Regions from separate parts of the Mus musculus genome. Here region 1 is linked to region 2. A link is a contact called in public promoter capture Hi-C data. All regions are on one chromosome and are shown on one strand. The core of a region is the stretch at or near the end of the contact, and the rest is flanking DNA. Distances in the headings are between cores, read along the strand shown. Region 1 holds the start of Cenpa (centromere protein A). Region 2 holds the start of Ost4 (oligosaccharyltransferase complex subunit 4 (non-catalytic)).

Region 1 (6,397 bases), core at 2,772-5,271, 240 kb before region 2:
CTTCTCTATGCTCCTCCACAGCGGTTTCCATAGTAGATACAGTCCTTGGTTCCAAACTGTTTATTAGTTGTTCATCATGGAAAATAGATGTGTATCAACTTCTCAGGGTGGACCACGGACTAAAAACCTTTTGCCGGCAGAAATGTCCAGGGAGAGAAGCTTATTGGCTAAACCCTTGGGGCCTATAGATACCTCGTTAGCATGGAGAACTCTGTTTTGGGCTACATGATGGCCAGATGGGGAAACATGGCACGTATTCCAGGCCAGGAAGCTGGCAGGAAGCTGGAGGCACCTACCATCTCAGGTGTGTACCCGAGTTTCAGGGGTCTCAGACTCGCTCTCACTTTGTCTTACCAAGTTTCCTGGCACAGTTCATTATCCCCACGGGGATTTATTAATAGAAAGGAAAGCCATAGCCCAAGATGGCCTTTAAGAAGGAAATGCAACTTCTAAGTCATTAAACTGTCCCAGTAATGAAAAAGGGTCACTACCTGGACTGTGCAAGAGCAAAACTACCGTTTATGGCAGTCAAGAAAGTCTCCAAAGTCACAGAGCCAGCAAACAGGAAGCTAGGATCCAAGCTTACAGAAAAGCTTGTGTAAGGCCCACACTCAAGCCATGCCCCTGAGCCAATGAGAGTCCAAGTGGGGACTATGTGTTCTGATCATGAAAGTGGCCCTAAAGTTGACTGAACCCAAGAGGCCTCGTGCTTGCTAGGCAAGCCCTCTAACAGTGATCTATATTGCTGTCTCTCTTTTTACTTTTGATTTTCATGCAGGGTCTTTCAAAGTTGCCCAGACCAGCCTTGGGCTTGCCCTGTAGCTTAGGCAATCCTTACATTTTAGGTCTGTTTCCTCAGCCTCCCAAGTAGGTGAGATGACCACCATGACAACCATGCCCATCAGGATTGACATTTCTCATGCCAGATCTCTATTGAATTATGTAGAAAATGTAGAAGAACAGCAGGAAGAGGAGGAGGAAGAAGAGGAGGAAGAGGAGGAGGGGGGAGAATTCAAGCTGAGTGTGGGGGGCCTCAATCGCATAGCTCCCTGAGTCAGATGAACACTTCTCTTCTCCCTCCCTTTCTCCCCACTTCCCACTGTATTGCTCAAGCCAGACTGTATCTCTTCTGGTGGTTCCCAACTCCCAGGTCACCATGTTAGTACCAAATCAGCCAAGCACATCCTAAGCCAGAATGATCTTCCTGTCTGACTCTAGAGTAGCCAGGGCCTCAGATGTGTGCACTTGCGCCATCTCACTCTTCAGTAAAGAGAAAATGAAAGCTCCACAAGAAGCAATGGTGTGGTAACAGAGGGTAGAGGCCATTGCTAAGTACCGGGTTCAAATCCCAACTCACCTGCTCATTCCTATGACAAAACAAAAACAAACAAAAAAACTGGGTTAGACCAAGGTCAGGGTCAGGGTTAGACAGGGTCAGGGTCAGGGTTAGGGTTAGGGTTTGACCCAGACCCTGGTCTAACCCTAATCCTGACCCTGACCCTGATTAGAGTCTCTTGTCTGACATGCTGGCACAACTAATTTCTCCCCTTTCTCCTATGCTGAACTTCCCTGTTGGTTCTGAGGGTTTCTTTTCTTTCTTTCTTTCTTTTCTTTTCTTTTTTTTTTTTTTTTGGTTGTTTGTTTTTTGAGACAGGGTTTCTCTGTGTAGCCCTGGCTGTCCTGGAACTCACTCTCTAGACCAGGCTGGCCTCGAACTCAGAAATCTGCCTGCCTTTGCCTCCCGAGTGCTAAGATTAAAGGCGTGCGCCACCATGCCCGGCTGCTGAGGGTTTCTATGATCTACATGTTACAACTCTTGTTCCAGTCAACTCGTCCATAGCTCAGAGACATCTAGTGTTCAACGTGACTTCTTCAGCCCAATATGTTTTCATTCGATGTATTTTTAAAAAATTAGTAGTTTAATATACGGCATGTGGGACCGTGTTACCAGACAGACATAAGAACTAGAATGGTTGAGTGAGCTCAGATCCCAGGAATCTGAGAGATCTCAGGCTGGTAGAAGTGGAGCCATGCCTACCTGCTCTGGAACACATAACCATGATACTCCACTGAAGACCTCAGGCACTGAGTCACCCAGCACAACATCTATAGTTCTTCTCCATGCTAATGAGATATCTAGATAGCCCTGAGCCTTCAGCCAATGAGCGCCCCTTCCTAGATATTCCTTCCCACAAGAGGTATATAATCCCTGGTTCACCCCAAATAAAGTATATGCATTCACATCCATCATTAAATAAAGCAATAGGAGCAAGCAAAGATTGTCTCAGAAAGTTGTTTCATTCAGAAACGAGGTGAAGAAGGCCTTTGACTAAAGAGCTGCGCCTAAGACCCCTGAGCAAGGTCTTCTCCTCTCCAGTTCTTCCAGCACGCTCTGCCCTCACTCCCAGTCAGACCAGGTTTCACTCATCCTGGGCTCTGCCTCGACCTCTCCACCTGGCATGCCCAGATGTTGGAGGGGGGTAAAATCTTGGACCCCCATTCCTGACTCCTGGCAGTACACCAGTGACAGCCAGGTACCCAAAGAAGAAACCACAAATCACAGCATCTGGCCCAGACTTCCACTGTTTCCCCTTCCGGCCTGGTGAAGGAAGATACAAGCTGTGGATCTTCATTTCGGATTTTGCCCTGCGTTCTTCCGGTGCCCCACCCCCACTTGCAGTACAACAGTCCGATTGGTTCAAAAGCCAAAATATGCAAAACTACGTACGTTAATAAGCACTACCCTCCTCTTATGCCTTAACCCACACACCATTACAGTTATATAGGTAGTATCATCAGTTTCTTATGAATCGTAGAGTCTGTCCTCAATCTAGCTTTCTCCTTCTAGTTTACTAAAGGGCTATCTGTCTAGAGCAGACTTCATACACGGATATTATCTGACTAATTAACAGTTGCTGAGGATCCTGATGTCTTCATATATATATATATGGACTTCTGGATCATATAGTAATTCTATGTTTAAATTTCATGTCTGTTGGTAAAATACTGGAGATTGAACGAGTTGGTTGTTGGTCTTTTGTTTATTTGAGACAAAAATAAAATAAAATAAATAAGATAAAATCTTGCTCATAGCTCTGACTAGTCTGGAACTCACTATGTAGGTCTACTGGCCCTGTCCTTATAACAAACCTGCTTTTACTTCCCAAGTGCTGGGATTAAAGGAATACACAGATGAAGTCAGAGCACCTGTGGCCCAACCTCTGAACACTGCTGCACAGAGGACACCAAACTTTTGGAGGACATTTCAGATTCGAACCATGACACATTTCCATAGCAGCTGTGCCATTTTACACCACCCACCCCAATGTTCCACCAGGCTTCTATGAAACCACTGATTATATAAGTATTTTCCTGATTAGAGTACACGTTCATGATAGATCATTTAGAAAACTCAAAAAAGCAAAATGACGAAATTCTCTTTATTCTAATTACGGAGCCATGACCTGAATTCATATTACTCCCGGGAGAAAAGGAAAAGCCGGTTTTTTTCTCAGGCAATTCTGTCATTGTGTTTGATAGCATGGTCCAATAATAGTGCTGGCGCCTGCCCTGCCTGGACCTTGTCCTCAGATTCCTCCGTCCTGGCTGTCCCCACGACCCTATCTTCTGAAAAGGTCATGCAGTTAACCAGGCTTCTGAATCATATTTGCTGGTTGCTTTCAGGAGTGTCACGGGTGCTGTGTGGAGCTGTCACATTCTTGGGCATCTGTTTCCGTATTTTTAAAGCCACCTCAACGTTTGATAGAAAAGCATAAAACTTTTGAGGAAGTGAGCTCTACAAACCCACCACCCACGTAAGAACTGAGCCGTCCTGCCCAGAGGGCATCTGAAAAAGAGATCAACAGGAAAAGGGTGGGGAAATCCTGCCTTCCTTCCCGTCTTCAAGTACCCATTGGCTTCAGACCTTTATTCTCATTGGTTTATCTGGATGTCGCTCCACGCTGGCTTTCCAGAACCAGCCACTGAGAGTCACAAAGTTGGGATTTAAAAGATGCGGTGGGAGGGGCGGGTGATTTTTTGAACTGCTGGCGACCGAGTTCTGGCGGTCCTGACGCGCACCTTGGGCTTGCTCGCGTTCGGTTTCGGCAGCAGGACCAAGAAGGCTTAGGGAAGGCGGCGGGACCCGGCCCCTCGAGGCCAGCCATGGGCCCGCGTCGCAAACCGCAGACCCCAAGGAGGAGACCCTCCAGCCCGGCGCCTGGACCCTCGCGACAGAGCTCCAGTGTAGGTAAGCGAGCCTGCCCTGCACCTCCGAGGCCGGTGCGGTCATCCTGTGGGGCCGGGCCTGTAGAGGGACGGTTCCTGGTCACGGCTTGCCGCTAACCTCGCGTAGGGGTAATGGTTTTTTTGTTTATTTGTTTGTTTGTTTGCTTGTTTGTTCCTGACCGGTTTACAGCAGGGAGAAAAACGAAATGCAGACAAGACAAGGAGTTGGAGCAAAGACAAACTCATTCTGACGGACACGGGGTCTTTTTTTGCATTTATTTACTTTGCATGTATTTTGCATTTATTTTGTGTTCGTGCTCTGGCGACGGCCAGAAGAGAGCGTCGGAACCCCGGGGCCGGAGTTACAGTTGTGAGCTGCCCTTTTTTTTAGAGTGCTAGGAAGAGAACTCGGCCCCCCTGGAAGAGCAGCCTGGGCTATTAACAGCTGAACCAGCTTTCTAACTCCTACTCTTTATTATTTATTTGCAGCACTAGAGATGGAACCCAGGACTCCGTGTATGTTAGGCAAGGGTTCTACTACAGAACTATATCCCCAACCCTCTCCCCGACCCTTTTTTTTTTAAGACGGGAACTCGGTATGTATCGGTGTGTAGCCTTGGCTTGCTGACCTGAAACGTGCTATGTAGACTAGGCTAGCCTAGAGCTCACAGATCTCTGCCTGTGTTGGGGATGGTTGTATGCAGTGTGTATTCAGGAACTATTTCTGAGATCTGGTTACAATCCAGACACTGCCTCAATGTGATGTAAAAACTGTTTTCCATCACCTCTGATTGGTTAATGAGCTGATCAACCAATTGGCTGGGCAGAAGAAAGAAGAGTGGGACTTCTGTTCCCAATCAGAGGGTCCTGAAGAGACCAGGTGAGAAGAAGAGATGGAGAGACCATGTGGGTGAAGAAGGATTACTCATGAGGTCTGGATAAGAGAGCAGCCATGAGGACCCACATGGACCAGAGAGAGCCAGGGCAAGATCAGATGGCAAATAATGGGTCATATAGCCTGGTAACAGCAGCCTAGCCGGGTTAGAATATCTCAGAACCGCCGGGCGCGGTGGCGCACGCCTTTAATCCCAGCACTCGGGAGGCAGAGGCAGGCGGATTTCTGAGTTCGAGGCCAGCCTGGTCTACAAAGTGAGTTCCAGGACAGCCAGAGCTATACAGAGAAACCCTGCCTCAAAAAAAAAAAAAAAGAATATCTCAGAACCTACCTAGCTTAATGCCAGCAGCTTGTTAATAAAAAGGGGGGTAAGGAAGGACTTAGAATTAGATTTACATGCCTGCTTCTGCTTCTCTGGTGCTTGGATTAAAGGCATGCACCACCACATTCTATTTCTCATTGAGGTATGGTGAGCCCCTAAGGGAATAATGTGGTCATGGTTGTACCGCTCGACCAGAGCTGATGTTCGATGTGGACTTCCAGTGTAGAAGCAACCTTCCATTACTCTTATCTTAGGGAAAAGTTTTACATCAGCTGCGCCCACTTCTTGGCTCTCCTACTGCCCTTGTCTGCTGACCTTGTTCTTCCAGCCATTTGGTGCTTTTTATTCCCCCCTCCTTCCTCTCCATTCAGCCTCAGGCCTTGCTAGGTGCCCCCTCCTTTCCCAAGTCAACCAACCCTTCTTTTATGTGGGCCCTTAGACATATCTCCCTTTTGTGCTGTAAGGGACTTTGTGTTGTTCTTGCTACATAACAGCTCACGGCCATCTGTAACTCCATTTCCAGGGGATCCTTCTGGCCTCTGCAGGTACTGCACACACACAGACATGCACATAGGCAAAACAGATACACATACACATAGAATAAAATAAAACCATTTTAGGTGTGTGACAGTGACATCCATGTGTCCCAGGCTAACCCTGAGCTCAGGACACCCTGTCTCTGTATTCCAGGTGTTGGAACTGTAGGTGAGGGCCTGTGGGCCTGACTGGAGAGAGCTTTAGTGTGTAAGTCCTGCTTGAAATTCTCGGGCTCCCACCTGCTAACGTTGACCTTTGAGACCCAGCCTCAGGGTGTTTGAATGCAGTTCTTTCCAGGTCATCTCTGATCACTTCCGTTTCATAAACACCTGTTTGTGTATCATGAGTCTTGGAGTTCTCTTCCTCTTCTATTTCTCAAAATCTTTCTTTTCTGGGAGAGAATAAGTTCTCTCCAT
Region 2 (5,625 bases), core at 2,477-4,976:
AAAGGCGTGCCACTATGCCCAGCTGGACTTTACTCCTAAACAGGATTGGTGTAAGCTCTAAACTTTACAGATTGAGCTAAGCCTGAGGGTTTGAAGTTGCAGCTTCACTCCTTGGATGAGATTAGAACTTCTCACATAAGCCGGGCGTGGTGGCGCATGCCTTTAATCCCAGCACTTGGGAGGCAGAGGCAGGCGGATTTCTGAGTTCCAGGCCAGGCTGGTCTACAAAGTGAATTCCAGGACAGCCAGGGCTACACAGAGAAACCCTGTCTTGAAAAAACGAAACAAAACAAAACAACAACAAAAAGACCTTCTCACATATGACAACATCTAGAGAGGACTCGGTTGTTGCCACGGGAAGGACCTAGGGGTAAGGAGCACACAGTAGTTTAAGGAAGGATGGCACTAAACACCCTGCATGTACTAAATCACCAAAGATAAATGATTGGTTTTCAATGATGCTGAGGATCAAGGGCTACTGATAGAGCTCAGAGGTTGAGCACGGGCTCCAGCTTAGCATGAAATACTAGGTTTAATCCCCAGCACCATAAAGGGAACACAACAAGGCCAAGAAACTGATACAAGGGAAGTTACCATCCCTCGTAGTCCTACCTTGATGATCAGTCCCCTCTGTTCTCTAGGGAGCAGCTGCTCATTCTCGTCTTCAGGGGACAAGCCAGAGGCTGTCATGGTGATTGGGAAAAGCCTACTAGGGGCTGGTGCTCGGATCCCTTGCATTAGGACTCGATTGCAGGTAAAATTTTTGGGGTCTTTCCGTGTTTTTAGCATTAGCAGAACCCATCAAGACACTCTTGTGAACACTGGGGGTTGGGCTGGGGTAGGGGAATGCTCCTTCCTGATTTACAGCCTTTTATATCCAGTCTGTCAAGAGTTGCTGTGATATCTGTGTGTTAACCTTCCCAGTGGTAATCAGCTAGGTTTTTTGCTTGCTTCAGACTCCATTGTCCCTGCCAGATGCACCCCAACCACAGCCTACTAGCTTTGGCTTTCCTACCCGTCCTTAGCTTCTCCTCTCTTTCTGACCAGACCTGCCAGAGGAGAGTTTCCGCCAGGAGGGGTCCCGGATTCCCCAGGTAACACATCTGGTTACTGCTCCTAATAACACCCTACCATCACCTCCAACTCAGACAAGCTTCCCTTCCTAGTTTGACTGTAGCTAGAGGCAGAAGCTGACTGGACGGATGAAGCTTAAGCTGCTCTGGCAGGGGCGGAGGCTGAGAAAGCTGAGGGCTATCCACCAGTCCACTCCCATTTTTCTTCATAGTGCTTCTCTACCCAGCCATCTCTTAGCCATGGGATACCCATGGAAGTGAAACGCTGGGTTCTTTTGCCACCCTTAGATAAGTAAGACCCGCTATGCTGTCATAAATTGAATCTGGAGCTATAGCTGCCACCCTGTCTCATCATCTCAGTTAGGAGCAATGCTCAGGAATTCAGGGTCCCAGCACCACTGCTGACTTCTGTACCAGATTCTTAAGCCTGGAAACTCTAAAAGCAGAAAAGCCTCGTGGAAGAAGCCAACCTCTTAGTCTACCCCTGTCTACACAGGCTAGGCCCAGGTTGGGCCGGAGCTCACCGCCGACTCGCAGAGGGATGAGAGGTTCAAGCCCCACATCCCCCATCCCCCAGACCAGAGAGAGCAGTGAGCTGGAGCCGGGACCCCACTCTGCTACACCAGGGTGAGCACCGGAGTCCAGGCCTTCATTCCACCTCTCATTTCTACTATTCCTCCCCCCCATTTCAGCATTCAGGATAATCTTCTCCCTTTTCATTGATCCCAAAGACTAAATGCACTTTCATTAAGAATCTAGTCCCTGATTTTTATTGTACCATGGACTCAGTTTTCACTTCAAAGCATAACTTCTAATTAGTCTCGAGACACTGGCTAGCTGACTCTAGTGACTGGCAATGATGAACCTGCCTCTCCCTACCCAGCTTCACACTGCCCTTTTCATTTCCCAGCCCCTGGCTAACAGACCAGAAAAAGGGGGTTGTTTCCACAACCCTGATTTCCTGTCTCTTCTCTGTTGCAGGCTGCCTCAGGCCGGCCCCCCACGGCCTCGCTCTGCCCCCGCCTTTTCTCCTATTTCCTGTACTCTATCTGACTCCCCATCCCGGATTTGTTACAGCAGGGGGCTCTTGAACCAATGTGAGGTTTGTTTTGTCCCTAAATCACCACCACTCACTATTTCTCCCAGGGTCTGATAATGCCTTTACCTCCATGTCCAGGATGTAGCCCTAAGGTGAGGGAACACAGTGAAATGATACGTTAGTCCCGTCTTCCAGCTGCTGGTACCATGTGACAACCATAGCTCCTTGGAATGTCGGCCACACTGTCCAAGGCCTTGCAGAACATCACCTTAAGACAGAACAAAACAGGGACCTGCTCCCTCCCACTCCCCCACAGCACAAGATTTTGGGACCACAAAAAAATATATATCTATATATATATATCTATATTTTTGTATTGGGGGGAGGGAGTAGAAAAGAAAGCAGCCCCTATACTGGGCCCTATTCAGTGGCAGCTTCTTGCTCCATAGGGTTAAGGAAGACTTTGAGGAAATAAAAGTTGTTTGGAAAAATCCAGGTGTAGTTGCTTTGTATGCTGTGATGGGTAGGAGAGATGAAGTGAAGTGTGAAGGCCCTCACACCCTCCATCTTGCCTCAGACTATGTCCTGGAACCCTAGAAAAAAGGGGAAAGACCCGAAGTAAGGAAAATGCTGCAGCTTCCTTGCAGGGCTGGGGAGGTCCTTAAGGAGCCAGCCCCCATCTAACCCATTCCCTTTATATTATTTAAGCACACTTGGTTTCCAGACTATGCTCCCTCCCTTTTTTCTCCATGCTTTCTATTTGTAGTCAACCCATAAAACGTCTTTGGCTTCAGAACATGGAAATAAGTCTCCATCTTTCACTACCACGCCCCTCCCCCAAATTACTTAACGCCTCAGGTTCCGTGGGAAAGTGGGACTGTTAAGGGCTTGATCCCCCTATATTGGCAGTTACTGCCTTTATTTGTACTGGTCAGCGCCTCCGTGTAACCATACCCTATAACTTTGGCCTCTATCTCCTGGAAACCTCAAAATGGGGAATGAGGATGGCTCCGAAAACCCATCTTCATTCAAAGAGTAAGCCGTTTAGGGGGACTGAAGCAGAATACATCAAGGCACTGTACACAATGCGAACGAAGGAGCTCGGTTCTGGGCTATCAGGCTTGGCTCGACACTTTCTGACTTGAAGTTCCCTAAGAGTGTAGGCCCTGGATCGGCCTCACCACTCAGCTGTCCAGAGTCTGAGCGCTACTGCCCCGACCGTTACCTGGGGCGGAGAAAGCGCCACTTTCATTCCTGCTTCTTGGGGTTGTTTACTGCCACGTAGTGATAGAGGACCACAAGCAAGAAAAGCGACACGCCCAGCATGTTGGCGAAGATGGCGAGCTGCACGTCCGTGATCATCCTGTGGACAAGGGGAAGGACTGAGCCTCGATTCACGCACTCCTTGCTCTCTCACTAAGCCAGATCCTCGCCACCACGATCCAGCCTCCGCCGGGCTCGCCTATGAAACGGCGCCTGCGAGCCCCTCACCTGACCAGCTTCAGCCGACTCCGACACTACAGACGCACAAACTCGAGGTAGGCGACCTGAGCCGGAACTTCGTAGTGCTAGCTGGGGAACAACGCGGCACTTCCGGCTTCTCTACCCTGCCGTCTCGTCTGCTCCGGCGGCGCGCGCAAAAGAGCCGGTCTTAGGCGGAGCCTAGAATGGCCGTCCTGCGGCGAGGGCGGAACGGGGCGTGGTCCGCTCGGCAGGGGCGGGAATCCCGCCCGGGTCGCAGCTGGCTGCAGCTGGCGCGGCGGAATCCGCGGTTAGCTTCAGACGCTGTGGTGACAGCCTCCCTGGAGCCCAGGAGTGGGTTTAGGCGAGGGTGCAGCAGGCGGGAGGCTGGGCCTGACCTCTAGGCTCCGACCCACTTTCCTGCCCACCCTTCGCTTCCCTGCTCGACCCAGCCAGGTGCTTCCTTAGGGTCCTGCCCTCCCGGTCCCCTCCCAGGCTCGCTGGCGTGGGGATGGAATGGAAGGTGATGCAGAATAGGGACAGGATTGAGGAGGCTAGTGCCCTCACGGGTGGTAGTCTTTCTGAAACCACAATCCTACCAAAGAGGCGGACCATGACAACTTATTTGATCAGTGCCAGTTTCAGGCCAGTGTGGGGTGGGCGTCAGAATTAGGGTGGACTCTCTGATAATCAAAAACCAAACGTGGGGCCTCGGCCAAGTGGGAAATCACCCCACGGGTGTGAATGAGGGGGTAGGAAAGGAAGGGCTGGGACAAGCCAAGAGGGGTCGTAGGTTTGTGGTGAGGAAGAGAGTTGGCTGCAATAGACATTCAGACATCCGAGGGTCATTGGTGAGGGGAGCAGCACCCTGAATCTCTTCAGCCCTCTATCCAGCGAGAAGTAGGTTTCCCCCTTTTTGCTTTCTCCTTAGCTTCGCCATAAAAGGGAACGATGTAGAGCCAGACAGGGCCAGGGGCTGGACTGTTGCTCTGGAGCTGTCAGGGGTAATGGAAGCCAGTTGCCCTGCGGTAAAGGGGGGGCCTGGGCTCAGGGGAGGCCTCTGCTTCTCTGAGCCAAAGAAAACTCTACAGGAGCTGCTATAGGGCTGGAGCAGCTGGGACAGGGGACCAGATTGCCTCCTGTGTGCACAGTGAGCTGGCTTGCACTATTCCAATGTTGGTTTCTCTGGTCTCAGACTATCAGTGGTTTGTGTCCAGTTTGCTCATAAGCTCAATACTTGCCTTCAGTAGTTAGTTTACAGCTGCCTACCTCCTCCCACCATGTCCAGCCACCACCTACTGTTTCCCAGAAGTTTCATATTTAGAAATCCCGGGCCTACGTGCCCTCCACACAACATGGTTAAAGCCTCAGACGTGCTCTCCCCAGGCATTCCTCTATGAGTTTGTGTGTCCTCAGCTCTGTCCTGAGAGAGTGATGTCTAGATTTTAGGATTACACATTATTATGCTTCGTGTCTCCTGGAAAATTGGAGCAGATCCAAGTCCAACCACTTAGGTATGCAATTGAATCAGAATTAGTCTATGGTTTTAAAAGAAGCAGTACCTCTAGGCTGCCCGTGGCCCGAGAAGCCAGCTTCAGCCTTCAAAGAGCCAGAGCAGGGTGCATAGCATCCTAGACAGCACAACTGAGAGGCGCTTCCACGACTTGTTACTGTTATTTTATTTCCTTATTGGTAAAGAAGGAAATAGGTCCAGAAGGTAATCTAACTGAGGCCCTGCAGCTGGCTAAAGACAGTTCTTCTGACGTCCCCCCTCCCCCACAAACACAGTAGTTCGACTCAGGAGGTTGTCCAAAGGTCGGGGACAAACGGGAAAAGATTTATTTTAGAACTACCCAGAAATGACCTTTGCCTCCCTTTCCCTTCCTGTGCCTAGGTCAATGAGTCTTTATCAGCTTTCCGTGGGTCATCTGGCCTAGCGCCTGAAAGCACTGAAATAAAAACTAGTCTCAGGACCAAACTAGACTCAGCTAAGAAATGGCAACGCTTGATAAAAATCCTGGATGGAAAAGTATGTGGGAAGAGAGACCGGAA

The links. Capture Hi-C pulls out chosen DNA fragments and counts their contacts.
Region 1: a contact with region 2 is called in a promoter capture Hi-C map of adipose tissue. The contact joins the promoter of Cenpa here to the promoter of Ost4 in region 2. A contact is called at or near these places in 5 of 39 promoter capture datasets (hippocampal neurons, liver, macrophages and 2 more), 3 of 484 Hi-C or Micro-C datasets (the C2C12 cell line, CD8 T cells and granulocyte-monocyte progenitors), 3 of 115 datasets of contacts at active chromatin or transcription factors (bone marrow-derived macrophages, embryonic stem cells and microglia) and 3 of 9 other capture datasets (adipose tissue, liver and pancreatic islet).

The regions. Positions count from the first base shown.
Region 1 is chr5:30,662,865-30,669,261 of GRCm38.p6, forward strand. It overlaps Cenpa (centromere protein A), which reads left to right and starts at 4,022. Exons shown (of 5, transcript NM_007681.3): 1 at 4,022-4,249. The coding sequence starts at 4,165.
Region 2 is chr5:30,904,062-30,909,686 of GRCm38.p6, forward strand. Ost4 (oligosaccharyltransferase complex subunit 4 (non-catalytic)) reads right to left here and starts at 3,727. Exons shown (of 3, transcript NM_024460.4): 1 at 3,604-3,727; 2 at 3,338-3,475; 3 at 2,455-2,705. The coding sequence starts at 3,474. The coding sequence ends at 3,361. It overlaps Agbl5 (ATP/GTP binding protein-like 5), which reads left to right. Exons shown (of 16, transcript NM_001374737.1): 13 at 642-754; 14 at 1,048-1,094; 15 at 1,570-1,700; 16 at 2,055-2,603. The coding sequence ends at 1,618.